3 separate regions of the Macaca mulatta genome follow, and regions 1 and 3 are each linked to region 2. The links are chromatin contacts, called in public Hi-C maps. All regions are on one chromosome and are shown on one strand. Each heading gives the region's core, a stretch centred on a gene start, on an enhancer-like site or on the middle of the called end of the contact. The rest is flanking DNA. Distances are from core to core; before and after follow the strand shown. Region 1 holds the start of NEMF (nuclear export mediator factor). Region 2 holds the start of VCPKMT (valosin containing protein lysine methyltransferase). Region 3 holds the start of DNAAF2 (dynein axonemal assembly factor 2).

Region 1 (3,928 bases), core at 811-3,310, 270 kb before region 2:
GAATACGATTCACAAAAGTAAGCTCTGGAAGATAAGACTAGGAAAAAAAGGTGGGGCAGGGAGGAGGAAGAACACAGAAAGCCAAGAATGTTAGGCTATAGAATATGGATTTAGAAATTAGGAAACCATAAAAGATAACTAATGAAAATTATACTTTAAAAAAATTAATGTTGGGCCAGGCGTGGTGGCTCATGCCTGTAATTCCAGCACTTCAGGAGGCTGAGATGGGCGGATCACCTGAGGTCAGGAGTTCGAGATCAGACTGGCCAACATGGTGAAACCCCATCTCTACTAAAAATACAGAAATTAGCCGGGCCTACTGGCATGCACCTGTAATCCCAGCTACTCAGGAGGCTGAGGCAGGAGAATCACTTGAACCTGGGAGGCAGAGGTTGCAGTGAGCCAAGACTGTGCCACCGCACTCCAGCCTGGGTGACAGAGCGAGACTCCGTCTCAAAAAAACAAACAAACAAAAACAAAACATTAACGTTGGTCTAATTTAGAATTGTTTTGACGCGGAAAAGTGGACTACAGTTAAGGAACTGTAAGGCTGAATGTGATAAAAGTTTGAACTCTAATAGTGACTGTGGAAACAAGATCTGGAGCAGAACAGGATGTGAAAGGTAATGGGGAGAAGTCAACCAATAAATATTCACTTTATTCAACCCATTATCTGTCAACCACTCCCTTTACCTTCATTTCATCTGCACTTTATTCGTAACAGTGAAGGAAACCCCAATTAAAAACTTTGAGCAATCTTAAAATTTAGCTTCAAGTGTAACAAGTTTACCTTCATGGCAAAACTAGACGGCATCATATTCTTAGGCCACTCAAATTCTGTTGTATGAATTCGTATGCCAGATTCAAGTAAAAGTGTAGCTTTAAAGTCTGGCCTGTAGAAGAAAAAAGTCAAATTTTTCTTCAGGGTATACGCCAAAGCTAACTGAAACAAGACTTAAAATGTAGGTAAAAAAAAAAAAAATCAGTAATCTCACACTTAATCGCCAAAGAGAAAATAAGCCTATAAAATGTTCTTACTTTTGAAGACGAATAAGGTATGTCTTATTATCCACATCATAAACATTGTTTACTCTCATTCCTAGCAAGCTGCAAAGATAAAGGAAACATGTAACATACCACACTATTGTTTGAAACATAAAACTACACATAATTTAATAAAAGCTTCCAAAGAGCGGATCTCAGTCTCTAAGGATACGGAGTCAGCCGGGGAGCAGAGTCTGAAAGCCATCTGGGCATTCAGCTCAAAGCTTAAGAGTAACGATTTTAAAACAAAAGTGGTCTATCAGCTCTAGGAACACCACACTATAGCTTGCGTCTTCCAAATGACCCAATTTTGGGAGAGAAATACAGTGAAATATAATCCAATTAATTTATTACAAGGGAGAAAAAAAAGAAAAGAGGGCCTCGAAAACATGACAAAGCTCACACGGCTGACTAATAGAATCCAGACTAGAATCCAGATCTCAGTCCAAATCTGCTCAACCCAGCTAAAACGGCGATGTTCTCTCTCTTTTGGGTGAGGGGCGGGAGGTGTTCAAGAAACCAAGCCTCCAGTCTGGAAACCTCTGGAGCAAACGACCACTCTGGCGTCTCACGTTTTACCAAACGTTTCCTGCCCGACCCGGACAACCCAGGCCAACAATGCAAGAACGTCGCGCTAGTGGGGCAAGCCAGAGAGCTGGAAGGACGCGGGGGACGGGGCACGAGGTGCCTGGGACCCCCAGGGTATCCTAAGGGCCAAAGGAAATACACCACACGCCTGCCCACTCAGGCCTAGACAGGTCCACAGACGCACTAAGAAATAAGGAAACACATCAAGCTGGTCTGTTTGCGCCATGGGACCCCGGCCTCTGCCTCCTGCAATCCCCGCACGAGCCTGGTCACTTAGGGGACTGTACCTAGCGTTCAGCTCCGCGAGTACGGCGCGGAGGTCAATGGTGCTAAAGCGGGTCTTCATGGCGAGGTCCGAGGGTCACTACCGCAATTTCCTCTACTGCCCGGCCGGACTCGACACCGCTTCTCTTCCGCGCAGGCGCACTTGGCGGAGATCTACGGCCGCGCAGAAGACCCAATATTCCTTGAGGCGAACGTATTCGTGTCCCTTTTCTGAAGATTTCTATTGTCAAGTTGTAGTTGACTCTCTTCATTATACCAAAACAATTCGAATAAAGATCCAAACTGTTCTCCTGAAACTGTGCATTCCTTCCTGGAACCCTCACGGGCCAGTCTGGTTACCTTGCCCCCTTGTGTTTCGGGCTCAAGCCAGCCTTCATAGTGACCCCTGCTGGTCGAAACAATTTTCGAGACAATTAACAGGAGTATTTCCCCACAGGCGGGCTGTAGGGCTCAGTGCAGAAGAGCAAGGACCCCTTCCTGCGCGCTTACTTTGACATAAGATTTTGAAATGTAACGAAACGGAACCGCTTCGGTCCTTCTAAGATTATCCTCAACTATCAAGGCGAACTCTCAAAACGGAGTTCCTATTTTGATGGGTCCTGCTCTCCGAAGGGGCATTCTGCAGTTGTTTACAGTATTCTCTTCAAACCTCGGTCTTGGTACCCCTGAGACGCAGCGCAGTACCTGGTATACAACCGGTGCTCCATAAACACTTGGCAACATGAATATGCAAGTGTTTAGCTAGATAATGGTGAATACGATAAAAATAAAAATAAGATTCCCAACGGGAGTGGGGTGGGAGGGGGGATTCACAGTGTAGTGAGGAAAATAATCTTGTAAGAATGTAAATTTTGCATTTATTTTGTCTTAGGATAGATGTATGGGAAGAAAGGATACTTTATAAGGTGAGAACTCAAAAGAGGCAGGGTCTCACTATGTTGCCCAGGCTGGAGTGCAGTGGCTATTCACAGGCGCGATCCCACTACTGATCAGCACGGGAGTTTTGACCTGCTCCGTTTCCGACCTGGGCCGGTTCACCCCTCCTTAGGCAACCTGGTGGTCCCCCGCTCCCGGGAGGTCACCATATTGATGCCGAACTTAGTGCGGACACCCGATCGGCATAGCGCACTACAGCCCAGAACTCCTGAACTCAAGGGATCCTCAAGCCTCAGCCTCCCGAGTAGCTGGGACTACAGGCACGCGCCACCGCGCCCGGCGCTTGGCGTCGCTGCAAAGAGCTGCCCTCTAGAGGCTTGCAGGTTACACACGGTAGCAACCAGAATTCCTACCACCAGAAGGCGACTCTAAACAGAAAGGGCGCCGCTGCTATTTCAGAACTGGTACCAGTGGATGCAAAAATGACTATAGCACATACTGCACAGCATTACTGTCATACGGTACAGTAAACCATACAGAATGGCCCAAAATATGAAAGCATTGGCGAGAATGTGGAGAAAAGGGAACTTTTGTATGCTGCTGATGGGAATGTAAATTAGTAGAGCCATTGTACAAAACAGTATGAAGGCTCCTCACAAAATTAGGAAAAGAATTACCATGTGATCTAGCAACAAAATCACTATCCTGAAGATACATGTTCATGTTCATTGCAGCTTTATTCACAATAGTCAGGATATAGGGATAATCTACTTTTCATCAATGGATGAACGGATAATGAGTGCAAATATATATGTACACACACACACATACATACTGTGGAATATTATTCAGTTTTTTAAAAAGAAATAAATCTTGCTGTTTGCAACTGGCATGGATTTAACAACATGGATGAATCTGGATGACATTATGCTAAGTGAAATAAGCCAGACACAAAAAGACAAATACTGCATGATCTCACTTATACGTGGAATCTAGAAGTTTCTCATAGAAACAGAGAGTAGAAATGTGGTTTCCAGCACTTGGGAGGTGGGGGAAATGGGAAGATACTGGTCAAAATGCACAAACTTTCGGTTATAAGTGGAATAAGTTCTAGAGACTTAATGTACAACTTGCT
Region 2 (4,146 bases), core at 69-2,568:
CCTCCCGGGTTCAAGCGATCCTCCTGCCTCAGCCTCCCAAATAACTGGGATTACACGCATGCACCACCACGCCAGGCTAATTTTGTATTTTTAGTAGAGACAAGTTTTGTCATGTAGGTCAGGCTGGTCTCGAACTTCCGACCTCAGGTGACCCACCCGCCTTGGCCTCCCAAGTGCTGGGATTACGGGGGTGAACTACTGCGCCCGGTCCAAACTGATATTTAAAGCAAAGAACAGTGAATTATTTACAACTTAATTCTCAATGTCATGGTTAACATGTTCCCTGGGAACAACCAAGGGAAAAAGAGACGATTTTGGCTTTTCATAACATCCAATTGACAAAATCCTTTAAAAATTTTTACAGAAGCCGTGAGTAAAATGCATGTAACACTTTTCTCAACATGCTTCACCAGGCCGGTATGTTAATGATGAGCATATATACAAATGGTCCATGGTGACTTTTATCTTTTCTTTACTGCATCAACTATAAGGCAAATCCCGGATTCAAAGATGTTAAAATGTGAAGAAACGTGTGCTTCAGAATCCATGAAATATGGTTCATCTTCTAAATGAAGGTATTTCACTCACTGAATACTTACCTCTTCATAGTATATGCAGTCGGCCATCAGTATATAGTCGGGTGGAGAAGGAAAGCCTTCTATTTCTTCCCCCCTTAAAAATGTCAAACAAATATTTCAATTGTTGTTTTAATAATTCAAAATACTCTTGTTTTATAAAGAACCGAAAAGTCTCCGTCCATCCTTTTAATGAAACGCAATTTAAAACAAACTACAAATCGATATCTTAAAACAAGCTGAAAGGCCATACAAACCATTTCAGTACCTTGGCTTGAACAGAACCAGTGACAAGATGCTTGTTCATATTAATATTCATCTTCAGCAAGTCTTGCAATTCCTCAAGATCGGTGACTACAACATCAGCCCTATAAAATAACGTCGACTGAGGTGTAAGCACAGGCGGGAAAACCTGTAATCTGGATTTCTCCAGCAAGAAGGTGCCCCCACATCCCGCCCGCCCGTCAGCTCTTACCCAAGGGTAGCGGCCATGAGCCCCACGGCCCCGGTACCCGAACCCAGCTCCAGCACCGACCGCCGGCTCAGCGCGTGGGCCCCGTCACCAGAAAACTCGGGCGTTTCCAGGTATTTAGAAAGGACAATGGCAGCGTCCCAAACAACGCAACCCACGCCGCCGGAGCCATACTGCTGTAGTCGTAGCACCGTACCATCCCGCTTCTCCAACACGCGCACAAAGCTCCCCAGTGGGTCCTCCAGCGAGGACTCCGGCGTAGCCGCCATCGCGGCCGGCAACAGAAAGCGGCGCGCGCAGGCACGTCACATCAGCGCGCACCGCCCCGCCCTGCGGCTCCGCCCCCTCCCCGCGGCTGAGTTGACGCAGCAGCGCGCGTGAGTTAACAAAGCCCGGAAGGCGGCGTTACCTGGGCGGGGCCGAATGTGGGGCTCCGCCTTTCCCGACGGGCTTGGCAGCCCCCGCTCTACTCTAAATCACACGTTTGGCTTAACGAAGAGGCCGTTTAAATCACTTTTCTTGACAAAACTACTATTATAATCTGCTCTTTAAAAAACAAAGCCAACCTCAGAGTTTACCTAGTTGGAGACTTGATTTACAGAGTAGTTACAAGGCTTAAATGCAAGCAGCTTCCAAGATCCTACGAAAGATGGCTATAATCTTACAATCTTCCTTTTCAAGTTCCTAGTATGCTCCTAGTTTTTTGTATGAATTCAAAAAAGTGGTTGCTAGAAGCCTGCAGCTCACATTTAACACTGAAGAAAAATGTGTGTGTGTGTGTGTGTGTGTGTGTGTGTGTGTGTGTGTGTCTCTCTACAGGACTCAACAATCTCCCCCTTTGTTCCTTATAATGAAAACACATATTTTAAAAGTCTTTTAAAATTAAGACTGGGGTGATTTATTAATCTTGTTAAGAACTCTGATACAAAGCACAGTAAAAGGCCACAGACCAGTAAATAAACAACGTGGCTTTTGGCTACTTTACAACTGCTGCTACAGCACTATCAGCAAAACACTCTTTATCACTTTGAACAAAGGCATCCAAATGGCAAATAAAAGTTTTACTCACTTATCTGATTAAAACATTTAATAAAGCTTTAAGTATTTGCTGGTTTAAATATTACCAATCTAAAAAATATATTTAAAAAAAATTTCAGTTAACACGAGATTTATAGAGAAAGTTACTAGGTGTTGAAGGCAAGGCAGTTGGTTCCTATGCCATAGAATTTTTTTTGAATTTATGAATTAGTAAAGTAGCAGATTGTATTATAGGCCTCAAGTCACTTAAATTTATATAGATTAGCAGTATCTTTAAATATACAATATAAACAAAACTGTACATACATGGCATATTAACTGTTTTCCATAACAATAGGCAATTCATTAGCTAAAGACATCATAGTCTGCAAAAACAAAAGGCACATCTGAATGAGATACATGCCCTTTTTACCTCCATCATTGGGTTATGTAGTCTTTGATTACATTTTGACAAAATAATAAACACTTACAGTGCCATTCTATTATTTTCATCCTACTTTTCATTTTTGTCTTCAGCAGCAAATACCGGCATTTAAGACATGGAATTAAAGAGTTTAAGAACAGTTGGTGTTATTCACAATTCTCCTAGATGTAAAAACTAGAAGTAAAAACTAGAAGATGGTCAAAGAGGTCTAAAAATCAGTAACACCATATACCCCTCCCATATTTGTGTAAATTCACTGCCTTAAAAAGGCATCTATTACTCAAATTTGAAAAATTTCACAAAAGCACTATCCCTTTTCAGTGCAATCATGTCACTGTAAACCATATTTTTGCAGAGTTTACAGTGCAAATATAAATTCTTTATACTGGCCTTTTGGCAGCACTGAGGATCCAAGACAAGGCAATGCTACTGATCACCTGAGGATAATGGTGAAGGACTTTTGTATTTTTATTTTTCCAATTCTTAAAAGCTTATTTGATCAGTAGCATTTTTGTAAGAGCATTATTTGTAAAAAGTACTAAAATACTATGTCTTTTTTTGAATAAATTAAAAAAAAAACTTTACAAATACCATTCCAGTGTCAATGACTACATATGGCTAAGGTCATTGGGGAGTTTCTGCATTTTCTACCAAAGGCAGTCTGTACAATGGGGGGTGCGAAAGCTCCCGTTTGTAAGTCTTTGGTGGCAGTTTTGGCAGATGAGGGCTTGAATTCTGCCTTGGTGGAACAGGGGGAGCTGGAGGATGAGCAAGATTATTCTGACTAGAACTGAGCACATAGCATCGACGTGGTACCCTTGGAGAGGGTGTGCTAGGAGGAGTGCTTGGCGAATTTGGACACGTACTGTCTCTGAGCCAGTCTGAATCTCTGTGAAGATGCCCCAGTGGAGGTGGCTGAAGATTAAATGGACAGTTTATAAAGTGTTCTGGAGGCCGAAGGGGAACCGGTGGAGGGGTATCAGGAAGAGGATCTCTTGGTGGTGGTGGAGGTGGACTATGCAGAGGCCCATCAAATGCACCAGTAGGAACAGGAACTCTGGGTTTTACCTTGGGAGGAGGAGGCTGTCTCGGTGGAATAGCAGGAGGATCATCATCAGATTTCATATTTCCCTCAAAAAAAAAAAAAAAAAGTAATTAAATTATACCTCTATTCTCCTGAAAAATTTTTAAAAATGTTAAGTCTGAAAAATTCTTATGTATCAAGTTAAATTCAGAGGCTCAAAATAAACTAATCTGGGTTAATTATCAGATTATGAGTGCTCCTAGTTTAATTCAGGGCTGAATTTAATATTTTTATATATGAGATGTTTTAATTTAAGTCTTAGAACATAACTCTTTATCTTGCTTTGTGCATACATTTCAGAAATTTATGTATTTTAATTATAATAGGTAAGTGACAATTTATTGCTTTATAGCCATGAAAGGACATGATGCCAAGAGGATTTTAATGTCTAGCTTCTGCTTACTGGGCATCTACTGCTCCTTTCTCCAATGAGGCTTAGAGCAGTAGATCTCAAAGTGTGATCCAGGGACCAACAGCATCAGTACCAGCAGGGAACTTGTTAGAAAAGCAAATTCTTGGGCCCCATCCTAGACCTACTGAATCAGAAACTCTG
Region 3 (4,308 bases), core at 1,577-4,076, 500 kb before region 2:
CCAAGGACAATCCCGCCAAAATCTTAGACTAAAATTAAGCAGCACCATATGGCCCAAAGGGCATTTGAACATAATAACTGTGTGAGTAACTGGATAAGTAACTGGCTGAGTTACTTTTCCTCTCTGGAAGTAAATTATTCTTCTCTACTTTCTAAGCTCGGAAAAAATGATTTACTAACTTCAAATGCCCATTATAGAATGCTTTTTAAACTTCTTTGTGTTACAAACCCCTTTTAAGAACATAACTAAAATTATAGCCCTTCTCCCCGGAAGAGATCACTCCCTACTTTTTGCATACAATTCCAGAGGTCTACGGCTCCCTGAAAATTCATTTAAGGTCTCCTTCCGAGTCAATGGACCTCAGGAAACAACGCATTCGAGGTAACTTTGAAGATCTGAAACCCATCCACCAGATGCGATGCATGTTGTTTTTTTTTTTTTTTTCAAAATACGCTTAACAAGCACTGACATCTTTCATCATGTGCATCAGTGCAAGTCATTACAAGAAAAGTTATAATGGAAAATGCTTTGTTTAGGATAAACTGAAAAGGTGCCCGTAATGGCAGTTTTTTTTTTTTTTTTTTTTTTTTTTTTGAGATGGAGTCTCGCTCTGTCGCCCAGACTGTTCTGCAGTGGCACGATCTCGGCTCACTGCAACCTCCGCTTCCCGGGTTCAAGCGATTCTCGTGCCTCAGCCTCCCAAGTAGCTAGGACTACAGGCGCCCGCTACCATGCCCTGCTAATTTTGTATTTTTAGTAGAGACGGGATTTCATCATATTGGCCAGGCTGGTCCAGAACTCCTGACCTCGTGATCCGCCCGCCTAGGCCTCCCAAAATGCTGGGATTACAGGCGTGAGCCACCGCGCCCGGCCCGTAATAGCAAATTTTTTAAGTGAGATGGGATATTTCAAATATGAGGACTCTGGAAAGAACTGTTACCTCCAAAGAATCGTTGTTTACACCATAATACCACTCTCTCCAATGTCCATGGCTCTCTGGAGATTTTGCCAGTTCTATCACTGCATTGTTTGAAGAAATGCTAATCACAGGTTCTGTGGTACTCAATTTATTCTCTGGAGCAAATTGCAAAAAGAAGGAATAAACTAAGTCTTGTGTGGAGAAGCGTAATTTGTACCAGAGGGGATTCAAATCTCCTTGAAGACTTTGCGGCTGGATCCGAGGCACCTGAATGAGCAGAGTCAAGGTTTCTTTGTCCTGATTACACAGTAACGGAGGACACAAAGGCTCCCCGCTCTTGGTCCCGGGACCACCCATGGCGCGGGCTGAGGGCTCGCAGCGCTTGCCCTCCGACTCCGCGCGCGTCTCCACACCGGTATCTCCGCGCGCACTCTCTCTTCCCGCATAAGACTCCCAGGCAAGGCCCCGGCAGGACGTACAAAGGGAGCCTCCGCCACCAGGTGAGTTCTCTCCTCCGGAAGATGGTTCCTCCACGCTGCCCGGCGGCGACCCCGCGTGCGTGCTCAAGTCCTGCTCCCCCGGCTTGGGGACACGTTCCTCTCCAGCGCCGGCCGGCGGGGACGCCACCTTGGGGTAGCCCACGGTGGTGACCCCAGAGCTCGCAGCCCCAGCCACGCAGGTATCGCGGCCTCCGTCCTCGGCGGGACTCCCCACGGGTCCCGCCTCCCCCTCGTGAACGGAAGTGCAGGCCTGGCCATCAGTTCCGGACGGGTCCAAGGACTCTTCCGGCGTGGCGGCGGCGACTGCGCCGGCGACGGCGGGATCCCGGCGCGCGGCCGGTAGTACCACTGGCAGCGTAACCACCAGCTGCCGCCGGGCCTTGTTGAATTGTGCCTTGCCGCGGCCGTCGTCCACTGGGTACGGGAGCGATAGTCGCAGCCGGTAGTCGGGTTTCCTTGAGTCGAGGCACAGCAGCTTTCCCGTCACCTCCAGCGCCGCCTGCGCGGCCGAGCGCAACAGCGGCAGTTCTATGGTGACCACCAGCTCATGGGGTACGGGGCTCGGGGCTGAGTCCCGGGAGCAGCGGTAATCCTGGAGGTCCACGTGGTGGCGCTGCACCACGCTGTAGCGGGGCTCAGTGGGGGCGGGCTGCAAGGCCGCTTCCGGAGGGGAGGGCACCCGGGGCCCGTGGGTTGCAGAGTTCCCGGAGGTTGCCGGGTACTGGTAGGGGTAGGGGAAGTCCGGGAGAGGACCCTTCGGCTCCTCCTCAGGCCTGGCCAGGATGACCCCGGGCAGGGGTGTGCGCAGCACCGCAGCCTCGGGGGTCCCCTTATACTTGGCTTTCAGGGTCTTGGCATTCCTGCGGTCCAGCTTCACGCCGAACTGCTTCTCGACTGCCTCCAGGGCCGTAGCGTCCAGCATCTGGCGGAAGCCCTCGTGCCGCCGGGCCAGCGCTAGCGCGTCTGGATGGAAGACCACGTCGTAGACCATGTATCGGCTGCTGTTGCGCCCCGCGTACTCACGGCCTGGCGCCAAGCTGTAGGGCAGGGACCAGTGACTGCCAGGAGCTGCTCCCCGGTCGTCATCGGAGCCGGGCCGGCTGCTGGGCGCGCCCACCAGCGCATTGCTGCAGACGTTCACGAAGCAGCGCCGTGTCTCGTCCAGGCTGGTGCGCAGCACGTGCCCCGGCTCCGGGTGCACGAACCGCACCTCCACCCCGCGCTCACGCTCTAGCGCGGTGATCTCCGCCTCGTAGCGCCGCCGGTTCTCCGGGTTGGTGAGCTCCTCGGCGTACTGGGAGAACATTCGCCGGAACTCCGGGTCCTGGAAGGCGGAGGTGAGCCGCTGGACCTCCTCTCCACTCAGGTCTAAGTCCTCCAGCGACGAGGAGGCCTCCGCTTTGGCCATACTGCCCTGTGGCTTCTCGCCCTCTGGCCAAGGGGGATCAATCTGAGACTGGCTTGGGGGATCCGCCTCAGAGTCTCTTGGCAGCCGAGAGTGACGCGGTGGAGATCAGTAACGGCTGGAAAATTGAGCCTTGAGCAGCGCGTGCTTGTTGCCATAGTGACACCACTAACATTCGGGAGGAGGGGTAGAAATCTTGGTGGAATAGGCTGGGCGCGTGGTTCAGGCCTGTAATCCCAGCACTTTGGGAGGCCGAGGTGGGCGGATCACGAAGTCAGGAGATTGAGACCATCCTGGCTAAAACGGTGAAACCCCGTCTCTACTAAAAATACAAAAAAATTAGCCGGGCTAGGGGGCGCCTGTAGTCCCAGCTACGTGGGAGACTGAGGCAGGAGAATAGCGTGAACCCGGGAGGCGGAGCTCTTGCAGTGAGCCGAGATCGCGCCACTGCACTCCAGCCTGGGCAACAGAGCGAGACTCCGTCTCAAAAAAAAAAAAAAAAAAAGGAAATAATGGTGGAATAGTGGAAATGCCAGAAATAGCCCTCTTAGATTCTTCAAACTAACTCACCGCTGTACTTTCTCTGTTTTATAGATTCCTGTGCCATAGTGCAGTTACTTACTTCTGCAGAATAACTATCGTAGTAACTGTCATAATTTCCAGCATTACGTGCATTATCCCATTCATTGCTCACACCACTAAAAGATAAAAACCTCATCCCCCTTTCACAAACAAGATGGGACCTGAGAAGTTGAACCAAGGTCACATAGCCAGTGTATTCAACAGGCGAATCCAAACCTAAGTTTATCTGCGTTTTTCACTTTGCTAAACCAACATTTCAATCTTTTTTGTTGTTGTTGAGATAGTCTCACTCTGTCTCCCAGGCTGGCATGCGGTGGCGAGATCTTGGCTCACTGCAGCTTTAGCTTCCCGGGTTCAAGCAATTCTCCTGCCTCAGCCTCCCAAGTAGCTGGGATTACAGGTGCCTGCAACCACGCCGGGCTAATTTTTGTATTTTTAGTAGAGATGGGGTTTTACCATGTTGGCCAGGCTGGTCTTGAACTCTTGACCTCAGGTGATCCACCCTCCTCGGCCTCCCAAAATGCTGGGATTACAGACGTGAGCGATGGCGCCCGGCCAACCTTTCAATCTCAGTGTTCCTCCTTTGCATTTTCTGGCGATTCCACTATAATATTTACCCAGTAAAAACTCATTTAGGGCAAGACATATGGGCAGGGTGTTCATAAACAATTGCCAGTGGCCCGTGAACATATAAGACTACATTAATAATAAAAATGCAAATATACCACATTTAAACTACCAAAATAGCAAAGATCCTTATAGTTACTGTGTTTCCTTGGGGTGGGAGTAGACTTTAGTAAAATCTTTTTAGAAAGCAGTTGTGCAATTGTATCAACACCATTTATTCATTTGTGTATGTATGTATATATTTTTGAGACAGGGTCTCACTCTGTTGCCCAGGC

The links. Hi-C and Micro-C count contacts between places; a contact is called where the count stands out from the background.
Region 1: a contact with region 2 is called in a Hi-C map of fetal cortex germinal zone, with 4 times the contacts expected there. The contact joins the promoter of NEMF here to the promoter of VCPKMT in region 2. A contact is called at or near these places in 3 of 14 Hi-C or Micro-C datasets (fetal cortex germinal zone, fetal cortical plate and liver).
Region 3: a Hi-C map of cortical neurons shows a contact between it and region 2, with 7 times the contacts expected there. The contact joins the promoter of DNAAF2 here to the promoter of VCPKMT in region 2. A contact is called at or near these places in 2 of 14 Hi-C or Micro-C datasets (cortical neurons and fetal cortex germinal zone).

The regions. Positions count from the first base shown.
Region 1 is chr7:123,083,086-123,087,013 of T2T-MMU8v2.0, forward strand. It overlaps NEMF (nuclear export mediator factor), which reads right to left and starts at 2,061. Exons shown (of 32, transcript XM_077940964.1): 1 at 1,920-2,061; 2 at 791-893. The coding sequence starts at 1,978.
Region 2 is chr7:123,350,960-123,355,105 of T2T-MMU8v2.0, forward strand. VCPKMT (valosin containing protein lysine methyltransferase) reads right to left here and starts at 1,319. Exons shown (of 6, transcript NM_001266438.1): 1 at 1,051-1,319; 2 at 833-943; 3 at 600-672. The coding sequence starts at 1,316. SOS2 (SOS Ras/Rho guanine nucleotide exchange factor 2) reads right to left here. Exons shown (of 23, transcript NM_001260585.1): 23 at 1,922-3,640. The coding sequence ends at 3,134.
Region 3 is chr7:122,850,607-122,854,914 of T2T-MMU8v2.0, forward strand. DNAAF2 (dynein axonemal assembly factor 2) reads right to left here and starts at 2,827. Exons shown (of 2, transcript XM_002805231.4): 1 at 941-2,827. The coding sequence starts at 2,827.